2 separate regions of the Cydia pomonella genome follow, and region 2 is linked to region 1. Evidence: chromatin contacts called from public Hi-C data. All regions are on one chromosome and are shown on one strand. Each heading gives the region's core, a stretch centred on a gene start, on an enhancer-like site or on the middle of the called end of the contact. The rest is flanking DNA. Distances are from core to core; before and after follow the strand shown.

The links. A called contact is a pair of places that touch in the nucleus more often than the background predicts.
Region 2: a Hi-C map of whole body shows a contact between it and region 1, with 7 times the contacts expected there. The contact joins the promoter of LOC133530475 here to the promoter of LOC133530199 in region 1. A contact is called at or near these places in 2 of 2 Hi-C or Micro-C datasets (both in whole body).

What each region holds. Positions count from the first base shown.
Region 1 is chr22:9,191,379-9,197,291 of ilCydPomo1, reverse strand. It overlaps LOC133530199 (longitudinals lacking protein-like), which reads left to right and starts at 3,357. Exons shown (of 5, transcript XM_061868056.1): 1 at 3,357-3,544; 2 at 3,749-3,866; 3 at 4,686-4,772. The coding sequence starts at 3,771. LOC133530395 (ras-responsive element-binding protein 1-like) reads left to right here. Exons shown (of 6, transcript XM_061868307.1): 6 at 1-715.
Region 2 is chr22:9,417,293-9,423,205 of ilCydPomo1, reverse strand. LOC133530475 reads right to left here and starts at 2,781. Exons shown (of 9, transcript XM_061868396.1): 1 at 2,485-2,781; 2 at 2,046-2,260. The coding sequence starts at 2,620.

The sequences.
Region 1 (5,913 bases), core at 2,108-4,607:
CTCAAAACCAGCATTTCTTTACAGCGAATTTTAGATACTTCATAGTTATAATTATGGATAAACATATTAAAAATAAGGTATAATATAATAAGGACCCGAATGCAAAAAGGTTATGCTTTCAACCAAAGGTGGACAGTAGTTTACCAGATTGGTAAGAAATTTTATTAAATTTATTTGTTAGTTTTTGAGAGACGTTTTATTTTATTTCTACATGTCTATCGGTGGGGCAATATATTAATTAAAGGGTTATAAATCCTATATAATAGTTTTAGATTAGTTTCGAGTCTCCTTCATGGATCGACGAATCATACGCTAGAATATACCTAAGTCCGATTGTGCTTTGTATATTTTGAATTGCTAATGAAATACCAAATAAATTATATATATTAGAATTAAAACTTATTAGATGATAAATGTATATTATGAGTAATCAAATACGTATGTTAATTTCTCTAAAATCTGGATATAAGCAATATAGTAAGTCACTATATGTTTTATTAGCGTTTTAATTGGATATTCTTCATTGAAACTGTTTTAAAATAATAATTAATAATATTATTGTACACCAAAGTAAGTTAATTATAAGTTGATACAAAATCCTGCTTGATGTCAATTATAGTTAGAAAAGAGAACGTTCTCGACATAATGTGTAATTATTTATTTCAGTTAAAATTATTTGCTAGTTTTACTTAGGGCCATGTGCATGACTTTTTAATTATTGTGTCACTTAATTATTAGTATTGGTAGTTAATTACTTAATTAGCCAGTAATAAAACATAGGTAAGTTAATATTTAAGAGTGGCAACACCGCTTGGCCTTTCAATCGTAGAATTCGTGTGTAGTGTGTCGTTTTTAATAATTATTATGAATAATGAATACTTATAAATTAAAATATATACTGAATATGTGACTTATAGTTCGACTTTCAATGTAGTAAGATGTTTACTATTCACTTTATGCCTATCTTTCTTTAATGCAATATGGGTGTCGTTTTAAAAACGTTTTTGTGAATTAAATTTTGTGTATAATAAATAGAAATGTTTTATTTTCTGCTGTCTAAAAACCTACAACTTGAAATTATTCGAAATTCAGCAAATACGGAGTATGCTCTAGCAAGTTCATTCAACATAACTGCTCTTACAAACTCACATAGCATTATATTATTACGAGGAAAGGGGACGATCACTTCTCGATACAAACGTAAACCTCATTTTCCTCCCTGGATGTCAACAGCATGAAAAAAATTACACTTTTCGATGTATTTTAAACATAGGCGATAAACTAATTCCATACAGTACGGGTTTCAAAAACGCCTAACCCATATAATAATTAAAAAAAAAACATAAAAATTAAACAAGCGGGCGTAGATTTGGTTGATATGTTACATCAAATTGTGTCCAGCCAGAGAAGAAAATTGGGACTACGTTTATATGGCATGTATATGGGAAGGCGCTTGGGGGGCGGTCGTCCCTTTCGTCTTAATGATTCCAAGAACAATTAGAAATATAAAAACAGAACTCCGCACTAAACATAAGTTAATTTTATAAATTGTTTCATAAAATTTTAATGTGACGGCCATCTAGTGGCAAGTGCCAAAAAACTTTCTTACGGCTACTCGTCACTAGATGGCCGTTTAAATGCTACCATATGTAAAATTTAAAAACAAACCAACCATTCACAAAATAATATAAATGTTCTATAATAATATTCATTTGTATGTATTACATTTCATTATGCGTAGTAAACTACTACTAATTAAATTGCAATACAATTAATTTCTGAATGCATCGGAAGCCCACTCGAGCCTATTCTAGCCAATCAGCGGTCTATGATGCCGGTGTACAAAATATGCAAAAAAATTGGGTAAATATTGCTACTCAAAAAACATTCCCGAAAATTTCAATACAAGTAATTTATCTACTATATACAAGTATAGTGTATAATATTTATTACTTAAACTTCACTTTAAAACTCTGTTTGATACCATCTGGTCACGTTTAATAAAGAAGTGTAGCTACTTAATAACAATGTTCTCAAATTACGGTCTGGCCAAAAAGGTCTTTTGCAAATGAATAACATAATAACTTACTCTTTATTATAATTTAAATTGATATGGGACTCAATTGCGTGCAAAGTGCATGCTTTCATTATTTGGCCTAATGGTTCAGGACAGACTGGCGAGGAATTGTAGAAACATCATCTATAGCTGCACGGATAATGCGAACCACCCACACTTGGTAGATTATTTACTTTTGCGCTTGGGTTGTCACACAACACTCACTACATCCGAAGGTTTGTGACTGGGTATTTTATCACGCTTACTTTTGCCAATCATTGGATCCCACGAAGAATTTCGTGATAATCTCATTTTAGACTACGCTATTTCTTTGGTCCTGTTTTTCGTGTATGCCCCTCCCTTTTCCTCCCTATACATCATAAGAGCCTAAACTTGTTGTGTAAAACTAGAATAATCTTTAGTCTAGCAAACAAGTTTTGTCAGTAACAGTGGAATAAAAAACTGTAGCCATCCCACTTTTTGTGGTCATAACAGTAGCACACGAAAAATACAGTACGGATATTTCTGCCTATGCTCCACTGACAAACGATTCTTATTATACTACAGTTAAAAGCTTTACAGACCCTCCTGAATTTAACGTCAGGAACGCAGCAATACGTAGAAGTAAGATGAATATATGGAAATATATCCATAGTTTAGCGCCAATTACATCCACACTTCCCGATATCGGGCCCGAATTTAGTACCGATTTTTGGCCTGATAATCGTTGTCCGTTTCACGGAATATCAACACATTGTTAATAAAATTAGAAATGTAAAAAAAATACTTTGTCCGTAATCGCCAAAAGTGTTCAATGTTTAATATTTTTGCATATGAACCATTTTTTTACATTTCAAATATTGTAAGCAATGTGGTGATATTTGATGAAATGGAAAAATACTCTTGCTCGGGCCTGATAAAGTGTGGATGTAATGGGCACTTTTGTCAGATATTGCGGCGTTGTTGTTGTCAGTTAGAGTTAAACCTATTCAAACTTATATAAAATTAAGACTTATGACGTATAAATAACACTTGTATTGTCTACCTATGCTACCAAAACCGTTGCAGAAGATAACTTGGTCTAACTCTACTAAATTCAGGAAGTTGTATACAGCTCTTAACCTACCTATTTCGCAGTCTAGATGAGTTAGAAATAAATTGACTTTTTCAAAAAAAGTTTTTTCTGATCATACATTCCTAAAATGGAAATTAACGTCATTATGTATAAAATACTATACAAGAAGTAAAAATTCAGAAAATTAAAAGTTAGCAAATAGTGGTAAAAAATGGTTTTGAGTTGGTAACCCTATATGTGAGTGAAGGAATTTTTAAGAAATAGAAAGAAGTCGCTAATTTATGCGATACGGCGTCTTCATTTTGAGTTTCAATTGCTTAACTTTTTAAAGACAGTTGCGAAACATTACGCTGTGCCCTTGTAGAACGGATAGAGATAGTTCTTTAGAGGGCTATAGTTCTAATAAATAATAGGTAAGCTTGTTTTCTATGCAGTAAGCATTTCACATAGTGACGTAGGTACACTATTTCTTTCGGTGGCCTTTGCCGAAACAATTACAAACTATGAACACCAAACACTATAGTAATAACAATAATAACCCTATATCTTCTTTATTTCATGTATAGTTTCTTAATATTTACTATTAATAGTGTTATTAAACATTGTTTACATTGCAGGTATTTAGAATATATATCCAAAATGGGCGATCAACAGTTTTTCCTGAAATGGAATGATTTTCAAACGAATATGGTGACTTCGTTCAGGCATTTAAGGGACGAGAAAAGCTTCACCGACGTGAGTAAACAAAGTTATGATCAGCTCCATTGCTGTTTTGATTACAAACAAACAAATATGGCATTTTAACCTCACACACTTATCCTTGAATGCTATATAAATTTCGATTATGCTTATTTCGATATGCTCACCATATTTAAAATATCATGATGATATTATTGTTCATTTACGAAAACATCACAAAAAATGACAAAATTAATGTTTAATGTTATTGTAAGATTAATTTGAGCACACTAGAATATTAGTGCTCAAAACTAAAGAGTCAAAGGTCATGATAAGAATTTTACAACAATACAATGTTGTGACATGCACTCAAACTATGCATTGTTAATTAGATTCTCAATGCAATTCTTTAAGCCTGCATTACTAGATAAGACTCAAGTTTTTGCATAGATACCACCAAAATAAGTTCTCTTGTACATAATGCAGATTTAGGCTATGCCAAGAATCAAAGTTACTTTTATTGTGATTAAATGTTGTAAATATTATTCTTATATTAGTACCTACTCATAGATATAAGAATACCTATAACTAATGCCCTAAAGTTGGCAACCACTCACCAGTACAATGTACAACAATATAAAATTTTCTTATCTTAAATTTTAACAAGTGTGTACAGTGACAATCATACTTTAAAAACATGGCTTAAACAAACCTTAATAGGCAGGTACTAACAGAGCCGCCTTGCTAGGAAATTGCCGGTCCACTTAACTCAGTCTATATAGATTTGCCTGGGCCACATTGCCTCGGGCGAGGCACGTCTCCATCGATGGAGCTGCTTCATGTGGCAATTTCCACCTAATGTTCCTAATTTTTCAGGTGACACTAGCTTGTGAAGGCCAAACATGCAAAGCGCACAAAATGGTGCTCTCAGCGTGTAGTCCATACTTTAAAAGCTTATTAGAGGTGAGTGGTATACAATCTTCTTCTTTGTTAGGTTTCCATACCCAAAGGATAATATTACTACCGTGATAGCTAGGACAGTTTAAATGTTCACAGATAATTTGTTTCTGTTGCCGCTATAACAACAAATACTAAAGAGTCTGACACACACTTGTCCAGTTTTTTTAATGGCTAGCAATCCAGTGGTCGTGAGTTTCAAGTCACCCAAGACAGTAAATTTTTCACTTTTATTATCATTCATAGACATTTCTACTTGATACAAAATTAATTTGGTGTGCAATCTTCTAAATATACTAGTAGCTCTGAGCCATAGACCTTGCGAACCTCCATGGTTTGACCAGAAACTGAATTAACAAAAAATTCATGGAATTATCAAACCTGCTCACAAAATTTCACGGTAATCAGTTGAGAAATGGTTTGAGGATCATAATGAACTTCTCAAGAAGTGAAAAATGAGGTGCATGTTTTTACTTTTTTTGCGGATGAAATTTCACAACTTACCTTACATAGCAAAAACTCTTTTAGGTATATAAATATTTACTTTTCATATTAGACCTTGATGTTATGACAATCCCCCTAATTCATAAGCGCATAACAGACTTAGGCAAATAATTATTAGCAAACTGAGGCTTATAGCAAGTTTATGAATTAGACTAGTCTGCAGCAATTGGTCTTCTTCAGTTGCCTCAGTTGGTCCCTCAATGCTGAGGATCGTGACATCATGTCCTAACGTTGAAGACCAGATTCCTTCATAGGCTTCTATTCCTCTCCAAGCACATGGCCTCGTTTTAATTGAATAGGTACAGTGATTTGAGCTCACCAACTAGTAGGGGGAGGGCCCTGACGTCTGGTGCCTTCAACTTTGCCCATCATAATAACTCTAGGCTATCCAGGGAACAGCATGAGAGATGTCTATAGTCCATGTCTCATAACCATAAAGAAAGATTGGGAACACAAGAGAATGGTACAGCAATTGGTAGTATCAATTAAATGCAAATTTCCAATCTAATTTTAATGTCATGTACTAAGTTTTATTCTATTGACACATATGGGGTTTACAAATTTATAATTACTACCAGGCATACTTGATAAAGGACGTTCCCCAGGCAAAACATCTGCCTGGTGACGGGAAGGCCAAAAGGAA
Region 2 (5,913 bases), core at 1,532-4,031, 230 kb before region 1:
AGCATCGCCGTCGAGTCGCTAGCCTATCGGTGTTCTATCGGATACATTTCGGGGAGTGTGCACAGGAACTGCACGATCTGATCCCACCTTCCCCTTTCCATCATCGGACGTCCAGGCGTGGGGAGCGAATGCACCCGTTCGTGGTACACATTCCATTTGTTCGCACTAAACGGTTTGCCTCCTCTTTTTTGTTACGGACGGCTAAAGAATGGAATGCGCTCCCGCCCTCTGTATTCCCTGATAAATATGACCTCGGTCTCTTTAAAGCAAGAGTGAATAGGCTACTACTGAATCGGTGAGCTCCATCTTAGGCCCTGTCTTCACTTTCCATCAGGTGTGACTAGAGCCAATCGCCGATCAGTTTTTAATAAAAAAAAAAAAAAAAAATATATACATTACCATGCAAACTTCCAACGAAAATTGGTTTGAACGAGATCTAGTAAGTAGTTTTTTTTTAATACGTCATAAAATTAAAAAAAAAATTTTTTCATTAAACATATAGATACGTGTGGGGTATCTATACTATCTATGAATAGGTCTTCAAAAATGATATTTAGGTTCCTAATATCATTTTTTTCTAAACTGAATAGTTTGCGCGAGAGACACTTCCAAAGTGGTAAAATGTGTGTCCAAAGTGGGAAAATGTTGAACAAGATCTAATAAGAAGATTTTTTTTAATACGTCTTAAATTGTACGGAACCCTTCATGCGCGAGTCCGACTCGCACTTGGCCGCTTTTTCATTTCTTTTATTGGACAGACAACACTAATTACAAATTTAATAATAACAGACATATTGATAATATTAGGTACATACTTTTTGAGAAGTAGGTCAAAGCAAAATGTTATCTTTAAAAACGCTATTCCGTGCGTACAGTACATCGCTATATACCTGCAGCTTATGGCCGATATATACGTAGCTCAATACATTGCGGGTTCAATATAATGACGCGTTCGGGGTGCTGTTGCGGCTGCCTCATTGCAGCGTGTCCGGCATGTTCGTGGACGCGCACGTTGACGGTTTCCATGCGATGCTGCGCCGCGACCACAGGAAACCGTCTAGGGGTTGGACTGTGGCCGCGACGCTCCTCAGAGTCCGCGATAGCTGCCACAGGCTCCTGAGCATAGTAGCGGGGAGGTGGGGCAGTAGCCTAATCAGGCACTGGTCCTCGCTTCACTTAAGTTTAGGTACTAATATACTTATTTAAGAGGCCGTTATCGATTTTAATCGCAAAAATGTCAAATTGATAGATTTAGTCGATGAAATTGTACACCTTTTGTTACGTAATATCTAAATAACAAGTATATAACAAAAGGCCTCCTCCAACCTTCTCCACTCTCTCCGATCTATTGCCACTCTACTCCAGGTACGGCCAGCTACCTGCGCAATGTCGCAATGGAAACTTCCCATATACTTAATAACATTTTGAAACACTTTAATAGTAACAGACGGTTTGGTGGAGGGGAACCAACCCTTAACACACTGTGCCAACATGGCCTTCTCGACAATAGTACAACAGGGTATAGTCCTCACCCTAGTCCACAAAAAATTAGGGCAATGACAAATAATCCTGACATTTTCTATTAAGTTTTTCTTTCATTTCTTAGGTTAGATATAAATGCTACTTTTTGTTAGTAATTATAAGAGTTTCTATAATGGCTAATTAAAGAGTTAAAATTTAGATTGTGATGATGATGATGTACTCCTGTTACCCCTCATTAGGGACATAGGGCTCACAGAAGAATTTTCCTTCTATCGCAATCCTGAGCGGCTACTTCCAGCTCTTTCCAGCTGAGTCCAGTTAATCCAGCCTCCTTCTCAACTGATGGCCTTCATGTGGTAAGCTGACGCCCCGACCTTCTACTGCCAGTCAATTGAACAGGTGGTTGTCTGGTTTACAAAACATGTATCTGATCCATCACCATTTCCTTACAAGATTTCCTGGCCTATAGGTTTCTGGTCAGTCATCTGCCACAATCTGATGTTTGAGATAGTTCGTGGCCAGTAAATCCCTTGGATGCGTCGCAGATTGTAATGTTTACTTACCTTCTTTACAGTCCCGGGGCTGGTTTTGGTGACAAAGCCCTTCGATTTGATAACTCTACTAGGGCCGTAGAACGGTCTGCACCTCTCTGCAAGTCGCAGAGCAGTCCACGGCACCCAAAGCTTCTGTTTTGAGCAATACGTCTCAACATGGTAGCACAACTCTTTCTTCCACTTCACTTTATCAGATGAGCCACCCTCCACTGTTACGCCTAAAACTATGAAATTATGCTTACTTTACTGTCTTGCTGCGGCTCTAGTCGTCCGTGCAGAAGACGTTACACTGGAATGTTAAGTCTTTATTGGATTACAGCTTTAAGCAGGCTAGCTGGCAACCTATGTACCTAAATTTTCTTAGTTCAAGTCAAAGTACTTGAAAAATTACAAATAAACAAAATAAAGAAAGATGCTATTTAATATAATTTTAAAATATAAATATTACCTTTATCACCATGAAATCGACCACGATTGTCCTTCACTACTGTGACTTTTGCATAAGTTTTCTTGGATAACCAAGCTATGGCGACGTCGCCCACTTTCCATATATAAATAGTTTCACCGTTTTCATTTTCACACATGATTCTTATAATTTATTCAATATACATGTCCGATCTCTCGTCTAAATTTGTTGAAATTATAGTAAAAATATGAATGTAAACTAAAGTTAAGCAAAACAAACCAAGTACCTAAACCCTAAACTTGGTAATTTCCGAAAAAGTCAAAAAACTTTTGTAAATTACAATAACAACTTATGCACGACTTGCGCTAGAACACTTTTTTTTTGTTTTTTAATTATTTATATTTAAAATAATTTAAAAGCCATTCTATCTCACATTCACAATTAATGAGAATAAAAACTTAATTAAAAAGACAATAATAGAAATTCTGTAGTGAAATCAATGGCAACTGCGGGAAAATTTAAACAGAATGAATTCTGAATGAAAACATTGCGATTCTTGCTTCCTATTGGTTAAAATACACAGAGGCTCCAAAGCTACCAATATCTAACAACAAAAATTACAGTGTTGCCATGTTATACAGCGCCACCCAGTGTCGAGTAGAATCACTAATAGCGCTAGCAGGCGAATATGCTATGGTAAAACGTACACAGATGGCAGTAGTAGTCCAAAAAGATGTTCTACTCGCGAAGATTTTATACAACAAAGAATAATGTTCCGTTTCCCAAGTTTCCCTGATGCTTCTTATCTTATCTTACCCACCTTATTCTCGTAGTAAATAAATGATAGGATATAGCTTAAAGCCCATGATATAAGGACATACATAAGCATCAAATAATTCAGGATAACCGCAACCCCAGGTACCCGGTTATTGTTATTGATCCCGCCCGTTGGCTGTCTGGCGGTCTGTGCACACCAGCGCCACTATCGGCATCCTATGGACACAAATGAGTTTTATGTGCATTTTAGGATGAAATTTTAAGTAAATTGGGTATGAATAAGGCTTTTTATGATGTTTTAAACTAGTATATGTAGACTAATTAAGATAGGCGCGATTGCCATAAGTACTTTACCTTGTAGAGTCTGTGCGGAATGAGAAGAGTCGTGGAATGAATTGGCCCAATACATTCCACGAGTCTTCTCTTTCCGAATAGACTCTACCTATCATGTTTTTAAATGTACTTGCACTTCTTAGGTACAGTATGTGATATATATAAGCTGGATTTTAATGGGATTGCTGTCACGAGAGGTGATCTAATAATTCTTAGGTCTACAATTAGGAGGTTTCTTATAGCCTTAGGAAATCTTACAAGGAACTTTTCTAGTTACCTATATTGATGGACATTTACCGATTACCGAAATATTTATCTCCTTGTCTCACGCACTTTTTACTCCAACTAAATATATAAAATTAAGATCTGATAGTTCCTTGGCATAAAATTAAAAATATATCCTAGGAGAGGAAAGTCTTATAAGAAGTCTTATTAATTTTGTTCACATAAGAATTTTAAAGATAGCAATTTATTTATAGATAGCAAGCTACCTATAGATCGGCAATTATATAATAACAACATGACGCACTTATATGCACTTTATATCAATAGGTATCTTCGAGAGCAAAATCACAGCTATAATCTTTCGTTTATAAACAAGTGCCCCACGTCAATAGCACTCTCTGATTGGTTGATCTCCCGCGCGGGGCGTGGTCTGGTCCCGCGCAGCTTCCAATGGTTATCGCAATCTGATGGGGACAGATTGTGTAGGGGACAATGTTATGTAAGTTAGGTATTCTTTGAGTTATAATTTAGTTCGGAACGCGTTGAACTTGTTTTTATTAAGTAATTGTTAGTTGTTTTGTTTTATATGGCATGCTTAATACTAAAATCAAAGATTTTAGTATTATGAAAGTGCATTTTTCGACTATGTTAATTTAATCCCAGAATGCTCACCTTACAATACTTAATCAAGTCTACTGAAGTGTTTTAAATGCATATTTAAACACATTTTTAACTGTCGTCATAAACAAAATATCGAAGCTTAAGTTAAAAGAATGTAATTGACGCTTTTCTGCTAAATAATAAATTCTAAGAAAATTAGACTGTTAGATATCTGGTTTATAGACATTTAATAATGTAACCGTACAATACGTAGTTACTAAACTTATTTTAGTGCCGGATTTGGTATACCTACCGCTATCGCTATTTAATCTTTTTATGTAGGTATATTTATATTTTTTGGTACATCGATAATCTGTTCATGATCTGGGTTCCAGCAAGTGCTTCACCCGAAAGAGTGGAGCGTATTACTGAGCCAGAACCCTTTCGTTTTGCTGCAACGCACACAGCAAACCTTACTTTTATTCATGCTTTTTGTTCTTTATTCAGTTTTTATTTTGGTGTTGCTATTGTTGCTATTATTATTTGTTTATATGTGTGTATTGTGGCAAGCGAATAAATTATTTATGTATCTATCGGACCATTGAAGTGAAGTAGATACTCCGGATCTAAATTTCACTGCAGGGTCCTGTGATTCACAGGACTCTACACTACAGTGAAAGTTGCCAAAAGTTGTGGCAAGGTGCCAGGACTGCGCTAAGAAGATGTACACAGTCCGCTTCAAAAGTAGCGTACCTATTAGGTACTATTAGACTGCGTCAAAACGGATAGCAGTGATAGTTAGCTTAACAAAAAGAGATAATGTCTCTATAGTCCATCTCCAAACTTAATGTATTAACCGTGGAGACTACCCGTCTCTGTAATATTGTATAATATACTTGACTTGGTACATACTAGTTATGTATTTTGTAGCATTAGTTTATGAGACTGCTAGCTTAACAGTTCAGACGCGATTTATTTATTTAGTATACATTTTATTTTAACACTTGGAGAGACTTTTACACCTCCAAATCTTATTAGTATTAGTAGTATTAGTACTCTGACATTGGGGACCTTTTATATCTCCAGATTTAATGTATTTTTAACCATAGAGACTATACATCTCTTTTGTATTGTAGTAATTATTTATTTTAAGATTATTATAATGTAATGTTTACCCAGGTATTGGCTGTTGCATTTATAAATGTTGTTATGTATTTGTCATGTCACTATATGCTGTTACTATAAATGTTGTATTTACTTGTAAAAGAGCCCTTGACGCCTACTTGCAGAATACATTTTTGAATTTTGAATATACTTATATGAAAATAAACTACGGCTATTTTTAGACGCTACTGTAAGATACGTTTGATCAGTGAACGCGAAATGTCGAGATATATCTTATTTATTTATATTTATTTAAGAGCCTATTACTGTCGGTCTGGCCTAGTGGGTTGTGACCTAGTGACCCTGCCTATGAAGCCGATGGTCCTGGGTTCGAATCTCAGTAAAGGCATTTATTTGTATGATGAGCACAAA